2 separate regions of the Danio rerio genome follow, and region 2 is linked to region 1. A link is a contact called in public HiCAR-type data. All regions are on one chromosome and are shown on one strand. The core of a region is the stretch at or near the end of the contact, and the rest is flanking DNA. Distances in the headings are between cores, read along the strand shown. Region 1 has its middle 84 kb from the start of zfp36l1a. Region 2 overlaps LOC103909058 (a long non-coding RNA gene).

Region 1 (4,150 bases), core at 551-3,050:
TACATGCAAACTCTACTTTAATCTGTACTTTTACAGTGAAAAAAAAATACTGATATTAATAGTAAAAACTGTTTAAACCAGGAGTGGCCAAACTTTTTTGTATGACAGGCCAAAAACCAAATATCGTTGATAGCCATGGGCCAAAGATAAATATACCAAATTATTTTATTTATTTTACATTTTTACATTTCGTTTAGCTTTACAGCTGACAGTGTGCGCACAGTCATGAGAGATACATTCTTGAATAAAATCTTTACACTCAGAGAGGAGGAAATGACTGGTCTAAACTGGCTGCAAAATATATGTACAGCATTAGTAATGGTTAATCAATGCATTTGCATTTTCATAAATATTGTACACATTTTAATCTTGTAATAAGGACAATTTTTTTTAAGCTATTGTCTGTTTTTTATTCCTTTTTCTGTCATTTATTTCTGATTTGCTGTATGTATTTGGTTTTGGTTCATTAGGCTATATTACATAGGCTACTTTAAATACATTTCTAAAATGCTTTGGCATTCAAGTTTGCTTTGAACTTGAAAGAGAAAGAGAAGCAGATTTGATATGTCAGTGTGTGCACGTGGCTCCTGAATATCATAAAAGTAAATTAAATAGTGGATTGTCTTTTTTTTACTTTAATGCATTGAAAAGAAACAGCGTAAAACAGTGTCAAAATAAATAAAACGATTGTTTAAAACTAAATTATGTTTTGTTTATTGCATATAGTCAACAATTTTTATGTAATGTGAGTAAATGGTGCGTTTCAATTCAACTAAGTGGGAAGCCCTGCACCTTATATTTTCATGAACTAGTTACTCACTCAATTCATTTTTATTTCTGAAGCACATACAATCATCATGATAAATATAACCTTCTGTAGTCAAATATATTTGAATAACAAACCATATAATTACTGCTTCTCTGAACAGATTTATTCAGTTAAATGAATATCTAGCATTTAAAGCAAGTATATTGTAAATAGTTGTAATCAAATGACCTGAAAATCAAAAGTAATCCCTTACTCTACTTTTTTTTTTATCAGAAAAGTAATTGAATTAACCATGCACGTGATTACATTTAACCTCAAAAGTTTTTACAGCACAGAAGCAACCCATTTAAATGGTAATGGCTAGAAATAGTCTAAAGGGACATAAAATTCAAATTGGATGTGAGGATGTATAGGTGTTTCCCAGTAATAAGTTGCAACTGGAAGCGCATTGTGTAACACATATGCTGGAATAGTTGGCGGTTCAATTCACTGTGGCAACCCCTGATAAATAAGGGACTAATCCAAAGGAAAATTAATGAAAAAAGTAGTCCCTTACACTACTTTTTCAGCAGAGAAGTAATTTAATTACACTCAAAACCACACATAAGCTTTTATACTACAAAAGCAACCAAATGTTTGTTTGTTTTAGCATGTAGAAATGATCTAAAAAGACATTAGAATCCATAGCCTAAGCTAGAGCACAACCGTGTAACCTAGAGCAAGCAGTAAGCCCATTTGTCACCAGATTTCACTTTGTTTGACTGATGTGACAGCTGTTTTGGGAAAAGTGGCGGCCTATAGGGTTCAGTCACGTATCCTACATTTCGGAAGTGAGCCATTATGGATGACACATACAGTAATCTGCATCTTCTGTTGCTCCTGGTCAACTCATTATACCAAAAAAGAAAGCATTTCTCAACAAACAAATAGGCTTCAAACTCGGCTTTGGCCCAAGAAATCCCATAGAGTGTGAAAACAGCCTCAGAATGAGAGTAGTACAAATTTAGCCAGACACCAGTGACTGTTTGTCATGTGCTAAAGCTGTCATGACAAGTTTGTACGCACATCTGTGCTTCAGCATCCGCTTCCTCTCTTGTGCATCTACGTCCTGTGGTAAAAACGTGCTATCAGACGATCGCTCCAATATGGTTACAATTCAACTGCTATCAATCTCAATTAGTAACGTTGTCCTAATTGTGGCGCTCTTTTCACATTATCTCTCTCTTTCTTTTTTTGCCAGTGCTGAGGAATGAATGAACTTGTGCAGAAGTATTCACCCCTTTCTTTGTCATAAACAGAGGTTTTTCTCTCGCTCTCCTTCTTTAGTACTCGGCTCTTTTTCCTTACAAAGGACTCGAGGCAGAGTGGAGCAGACAGTGGCTGCATTATCAGGCGGGTAACTGGACGGCAACAGTGCCCTTCCCTCTGTCACACACAGTGAATTAGGGACCTCGAGTGGGACAATGAAGGATTGTCCTCTTTAAGTTCATAATCGTCCACTAGAAGACAGAAAGGCCAGCAGGAGTGGTCAGAGAGTCCCAGAAATTCTAATTTGGTTTTAAGTTCATTCAAAAATTAAGTGTTCTGTCATTATGTCATTAAAAGTTGTTCATTCTGCTCACAAACACAAACTCTCTCTCTCTCTCTCTTTTTTTTTTTTTTTTTTTTTTTACATGAAATGAAAGTCATTTGCAACTTTACTGGCACTCATACCATGGCTAAAAATAAAGTGTTAAAATTTAGTTGTTGTTGTTGTTGTTGTTGCTGTTCTACAAATGAAAGTATTACATGCAAACTCTATTTTAACCTTTACTCTAACAGTGAAAATGACTGTAATATTTAGAGTAAAAACTGTTTAAACCATGGGTGCCCAAACTTTTTTGTATGAATGCCAAAAACCAAATATCATTGATAGACATGGGCCCCAAAGATAAATACACCAAATTATTTTACATTAAAGTTGCCATTTGAAAATTTTTAATTAATTTCTTCTTATTAAAATGTAAATAAATGGAAAACATTACTTTCAGTTGTATTAACTAATGTAGTGTTTGAACATTTTAAATGATAACTTATTATAACTGCATTAAAATCATGAACAATCATGTCTTTGCCTTGATTCGCTCACCAGTCTCTGCATTGTTTTCTATCTGTATATTAAACTGAAATACACCATTTCATTTGAAATATTTATTTTCAGATAGCTTTTTTGTAGCTTAAGAATGAAACAAACAAAGTGAAGGTTACAATGATTTGAAATTACAATCTCTAAATCATTCTTAGGTGGGATAGTTGGCCAAATCATTACCATGGGCCAACTTTGGCCCGTGAGCCCTAGTTTGGGCATCTCTGGTTTAAACAGTAAACATGTTTCCTGGATAACAGTAAATTTCCTTCACTGTAAAACCCAAAAAGTTAAGGTAACTCAAACATTTTGAGAAAACCAATTGCAACAAAACCACACTGTAAAAAGTGATTAGAGAGAGTAAACCAATTGCCTTAAAAGCAACAAGTTGACTCCACAAAAATAATGCAGCTAAATCCATTGTAACTTGGAACTGTGAAGTTGATTTATGCAAATTGTACTCACTTTTTAGAAATAAAAGTAAACTAATCACTTTTTCCAGTACACCTTCATTAAATTAGTTTTTTTCCCCGCATTTCTGTATCTAGCAAAATGACAGTAACTAAAATAACTCAGCTCCACTGTGTCTTCTTAATTCAATACAGATTATAACTGAAGATTTTATAGACTTAATAAAGCACCAAATATGTAATATTGTAATTATTATTTGAAAACAGACGTGCTAAAATAGTCTGAGACTGTAAAAAGGGATTAGTTGAGTTTCAAAAAAGTTCAATGAGCATAGCTATAAAATTTCAATTAACTTCACAGTTCCAAGTTACAATGGGATACTTACATTATCTTTGTGGAGTCAACTTGTTACTTTTAAGGCAATTTGTTTACTCGCTTTAAGTAACTAATCACTTTTACAGTGCATTTGAGTTCAAAAACTAACCCTAATGAGCACTGTGAATTTAATCCTTTTGAGTAAACGAAGTAATTTGAGCACAGTAAACCCCAGTAAATGAAATGAACTCAAACCAACTGAGTACTGTAAAACCCAATATGTTAAGGCAACTCAAACCGCTTGAGGAAACTGATTGCTACAAACCATTTAAGTAAAAAAAATATATAACAAAACGTTATCTATGAGTACTGTGAACTTACTCCATTTGAGGTGAAGTAATGAGGTATTTAAATAACTCCTTACCTTCAACACTGAGTTCAAAACTTTTCAAATGAATAGAATTAACTTTCAGTAAATTTTGAGTTAACTACACTCATTTCATTTGATAAAGTTGACTATTTGGGTTTTA
Region 2 (4,150 bases), core at 435-2,934, 200 kb before region 1:
TGAAGATGAACAGCAAGGAGAAATGGTGGAAAATGGGCTGGGAAGGTAACATACGCTTAATAGAGTATAAATGTACTGTTGTAAATACTGTAAAGGCCAAGCGTATGGGCGCGGGACACTATTTATCTTTGTAACAAGAGAAAAACTACTGTGCACATAAAAGGTCAAAGTACATACTGTACATATGTGTTTACACAGTATTTAATAAAAGATTTAAATAACAACAGTGCTCCTATTAAAATGACCTTTATTCTAGTTTACTATTAGAATACTTCTTTTAAATATATATTTTTTTATTTGTATGTTCAGTTTACTTTTTATGTTCTTCTCTGAAATATACTTAATATTACAATCAGTATACTTGACGTTTTAGTGTATTTGGCCTATCCCTGTTCATTGACATATTCTTAATCAAAACTCTATGCTGAGTGACCTATTTTTTTCACATATATTAAATATTCATCTTCATAATCATCATTTCAGAGATAAGGCTTAAGGCTATTCCGAGACTAAACTGGATGTTTGAGCTGTCTAAACCAAAATGAACTTGCAGTGATAAATATTGAAATACATCAGTGCATTTGTTTTGTCTTGAGATGTACTCCAATAATGTATTTCTAAATTTTTTATTCATAAAAGCTGCCCTAATTTAACAGTTTTTCTTTGTGGAAAAACAAATATGCTACTGCATTGTAAAACCCAATTACTTTTTGAGGAATCCAACTGCGGTTAACCATTTAAGTTTTGCAAACTGGTACTATAATATATATGGGTTGATTTCAAATATTAAGAGTAGTAGTAATTTAAACATTTTAAGTTCAGTTAAGTTCACAGTCAAATCGATATAAGTTCAGTTAATAGAAGTCCAAACAACTATATAGCCACTCAAATGGTTTGGTATTGCTTCTAGCATTAGAGTTAACACAAACAAAAATATATAATAAATCAATTCATAACTCATTAGGCATGAGTTCTATTTAATGTAATCCGTTTATGAGTTACCATAACTCTTTTTCATTTAGTCAAATTTTAGTCAATTTTTTAAAATTATCAGTTAAACCAGCTTATTTCATTTAGTGATTTTTCACTGTTCAGGTTTTACAGTATACAGGTGTTCTTGCAGGCAGCATAGCCTTCAAATAATGATTAGTTAACTTTGCTAACTAATCTTTTTTCGCAATACCTAATTTGGTGCAAGGCACATTTGTCCTTAAACTAGTAACTCATAAGCTTTAGTCTATTTGTTGTAGTTTCATGTGCAAATTGGAACAACCTAAAGTACTTATTATACAGTATTTTGCCTGTAAAAGTTCATTACATCCTTGATTAGTGATATTACAGTGTAGTTTATTTGTATCACGAGTATATACAAATAAATTATGAGTTTATATATAGACCAAGTTTACTATTTCTGAGTAAAAAATATGCTGAGTGATCTTCAGCTTGCCTACTAAACTGCACATTTTATCTTCAATAAAACTATCCATGTATAACTATTAGGCTATTCTGGAGTTGTTTGAGGAGTTTCCCGCCATTTTTCGTTACCGTTTTATCAACGATTACAGGTAGGCTAAATGAAAAAAGGCAATGTAGAATTTTTAACAGCAGTTCTGATTGTGTCCAGCAGGTGCCATCTAAGCTCTATGTTCTTTGACACACTAGCCTGCAAACGTTCAGCTTGTAATGGGTTAACTTTCAACAGTGTTGTAATGCTAACCACAACTCAACAACACACTCAATGACTTGATAATGATAAACAGTCTTACTATCTAACCAGGGATCTTGTGAATCAAACCCAGGCACAAGGGAATCAGTTTAGAAAGCACATAAACATGTGGACTCACTGCTCCAGGATTAGCTGTTCCATTAGCAAAGGGCAAAATTAGCATCTGCAGAGTTTTGTGGTTGGTTTAGAGTGAAATATAATCTCAAGTGTACCTTGCACAATACAAATAATGAGACAAGGTGGTGCCTTTGTGACGTGTTTAGTTGGACATCTCAAATTTATGTAATCACATTCAGGCATAATTGCACTGAGAACATGAAATGCTTACCTATGTGATTTTTGATTACTGAAGCATACTCTAAACTAGAACGGCTCTGAGTTGTTGTAAATGACAGGTAGAGACATATTGGAATGCTGCTCAGTAGGTGATCTTAAAGTCTCAAGGTTATTGCAGTCCGGCACTGTGTGAAGAGGTGACTAGATGCATATCTCTGTCAGAATGAGGATGTATGTAAAAAAACAAAACAAAAAAAAAAAACAAACAAACATGATTTCAACCTTTACCTGTAATTGATTTTCCAAGTATTGAATGGGTAAAAAAGTCCCAATGGCTTTCAGTTCAGTATTTTTTTTTCCCTAAAGCACATTTTACAATAATTGTCACAAACAAGATTTACAAGGTTTAACACCTCCAGCTAGCAAACTATGGATGACAAAAGTGGGGGTAAAACGAGAGAACACTCAGTCTTTAAGGTTAGAATAAGGAAGAAAACTTTGTTACAGAACCCTTTTTTGTCATAAAAGTTATATTATAATTTTATGTAGTAGCACCTTCAAATAATCCACTATAAAAATTTAGATTATACTGTAAACACATACATTTTTTGTTATATTTAGTTTATTATAATTATAAAAACTATAAAAAAAACTATAATATATTTTATAATTATATTTTTTACCTTTATTATATAGTACAGTGAAGTTAAGACAAATACATAGGGAGAAAAAAGGAAGGAATGAACGGCAAAGCACCTTGAGCCGGGAATTAAACTCATTTCGCCATGAACACACCAGTACTATTTGTTGGCACACTTTACCTCTAGCATATTGGCACTGAATACACACATTAATTTATTTGGTATCACCTTGTATAATGAAAGAGAACAGCAAAGGTCTTAAGATGGAACATTGTTTCTTGTTTACACATACATGATGTAAACCAAACAAGTTCTGTCCATACTTTAAAAGCTAATACAACCCCCCTGGTTTCACTTGATTCCAAAATGTGAGTCAGAAACACTAACAAGAGGCACTGGTGGAACCCTTTCGCACTGATGGAACTTTTTCACAGTTTCTAGAACTAGTGGTGGAGAGTCACACTTTGTGACATGATTGCTTTGGAGCAGAGATGCCTAGGGCCCGCAGGCCAAAATTGGCCCATGGTAACCTTTGATTTGGCCTGCCATCCCATCTGAGAAGACAGTAAGAGTGATAAAAAAAAGTTTTTAAAAAGTGGGATAGAGGACAATGCAGAGGCTTTTGTGAGTAAATCAAGGCAAAGGAAGATTCTACTTGACTAATGTATAAAGCATTGAACTCCACTGTAGAGTTACTGCTTTGACATGACTGAGTTTCAATAGTCACATCAAAGCAGTAACTAAGTCAGCATACCATCATCTCAAAAAACATTGCAAGAATTAGATGCTTTGTTTCCAGTGAGGACTTAGAGATGTTCATGCTTTTATCAGCAGCAGGGTGGATATATATATATATATATATATATATATATATATATATATATATATATATATATATATATATATATATATATATATATAATTAAACTGCAATTTGCAATACTGTACAGTCTTGAATTATATAATATCAAAGCCATTTACTGTCTGTTTACACAAAAATGTCCACCATTCAGGGAGATTCTACCATGCAAAGCTTGATAAAAATGTGTACTGGGCTTTGGTGAAGACCATGAGGGGACAGAGCAAGACAGAAAAACAAACAACAAGTAGAAGACAAGCAGACTCAGACTCCATACATCAGTTTTGCTCCCCGACACTAACCACATCACTCATACTGATGAAGGAAATGAGGCTTTAAGAAAAAAAACAGCAAAATGGGATTCTGCAGCACTCCACTGTGTGTGGCGTGTGTATTTGTGTGCATTAGTACATACATGTGTGTGTGTGTGTGTGTGTGTTTGAGGCTGTCGTCAAGTGTGTCAACAACAAGCCAATGCCTGTCCATACATCTGCATGCCTGTGCTTGTGTGTATGCCGTGTGTGTGCATGTTGGCATATGTGTGCGTGTGCCATGAGAATGTGTGTGTGCTCCATTGAGTAATAGACAAGCAACCCCACCTTCCTTTTTCACTGTTTGAATAAGAGAGTGAAAAGGCTTTTGGTTGTA

What was found. HiCAR-type assays count read pairs that join an accessible place to other places.
Region 2: a HiCAR-type map of caudal fin shows a contact between it and region 1, with 4 times the contacts expected there. The contact joins two enhancer-like sites.

Annotation. Positions count from the first base shown.
Region 1 is chr17:39,577,606-39,581,755 of GRCz12tu, reverse strand. No RefSeq gene overlaps it. Among named protein-coding and RNA genes, the nearest start is that of zfp36l1a, 84 kb to the left of the region's middle. Within about 2 kb of position 1,800, at least 23 of the 62 cell types and tissues checked have an H3K27ac peak or open chromatin away from gene starts, as enhancers often do. A contact at or near this core is called in caudal fin, where this site is marked.
Region 2 is chr17:39,774,200-39,778,349 of GRCz12tu, reverse strand. All of the region lies in intron 2 of LOC103909058 (a long non-coding RNA gene), which reads right to left. Among named protein-coding and RNA genes, the nearest start is that of plekhh1, 24 kb to the left of the region's middle. Within about 2 kb of position 1,684, at least 23 of the 62 cell types and tissues checked have an H3K27ac peak or open chromatin away from gene starts, as enhancers often do. A contact at or near this core is called in caudal fin, where this site is marked.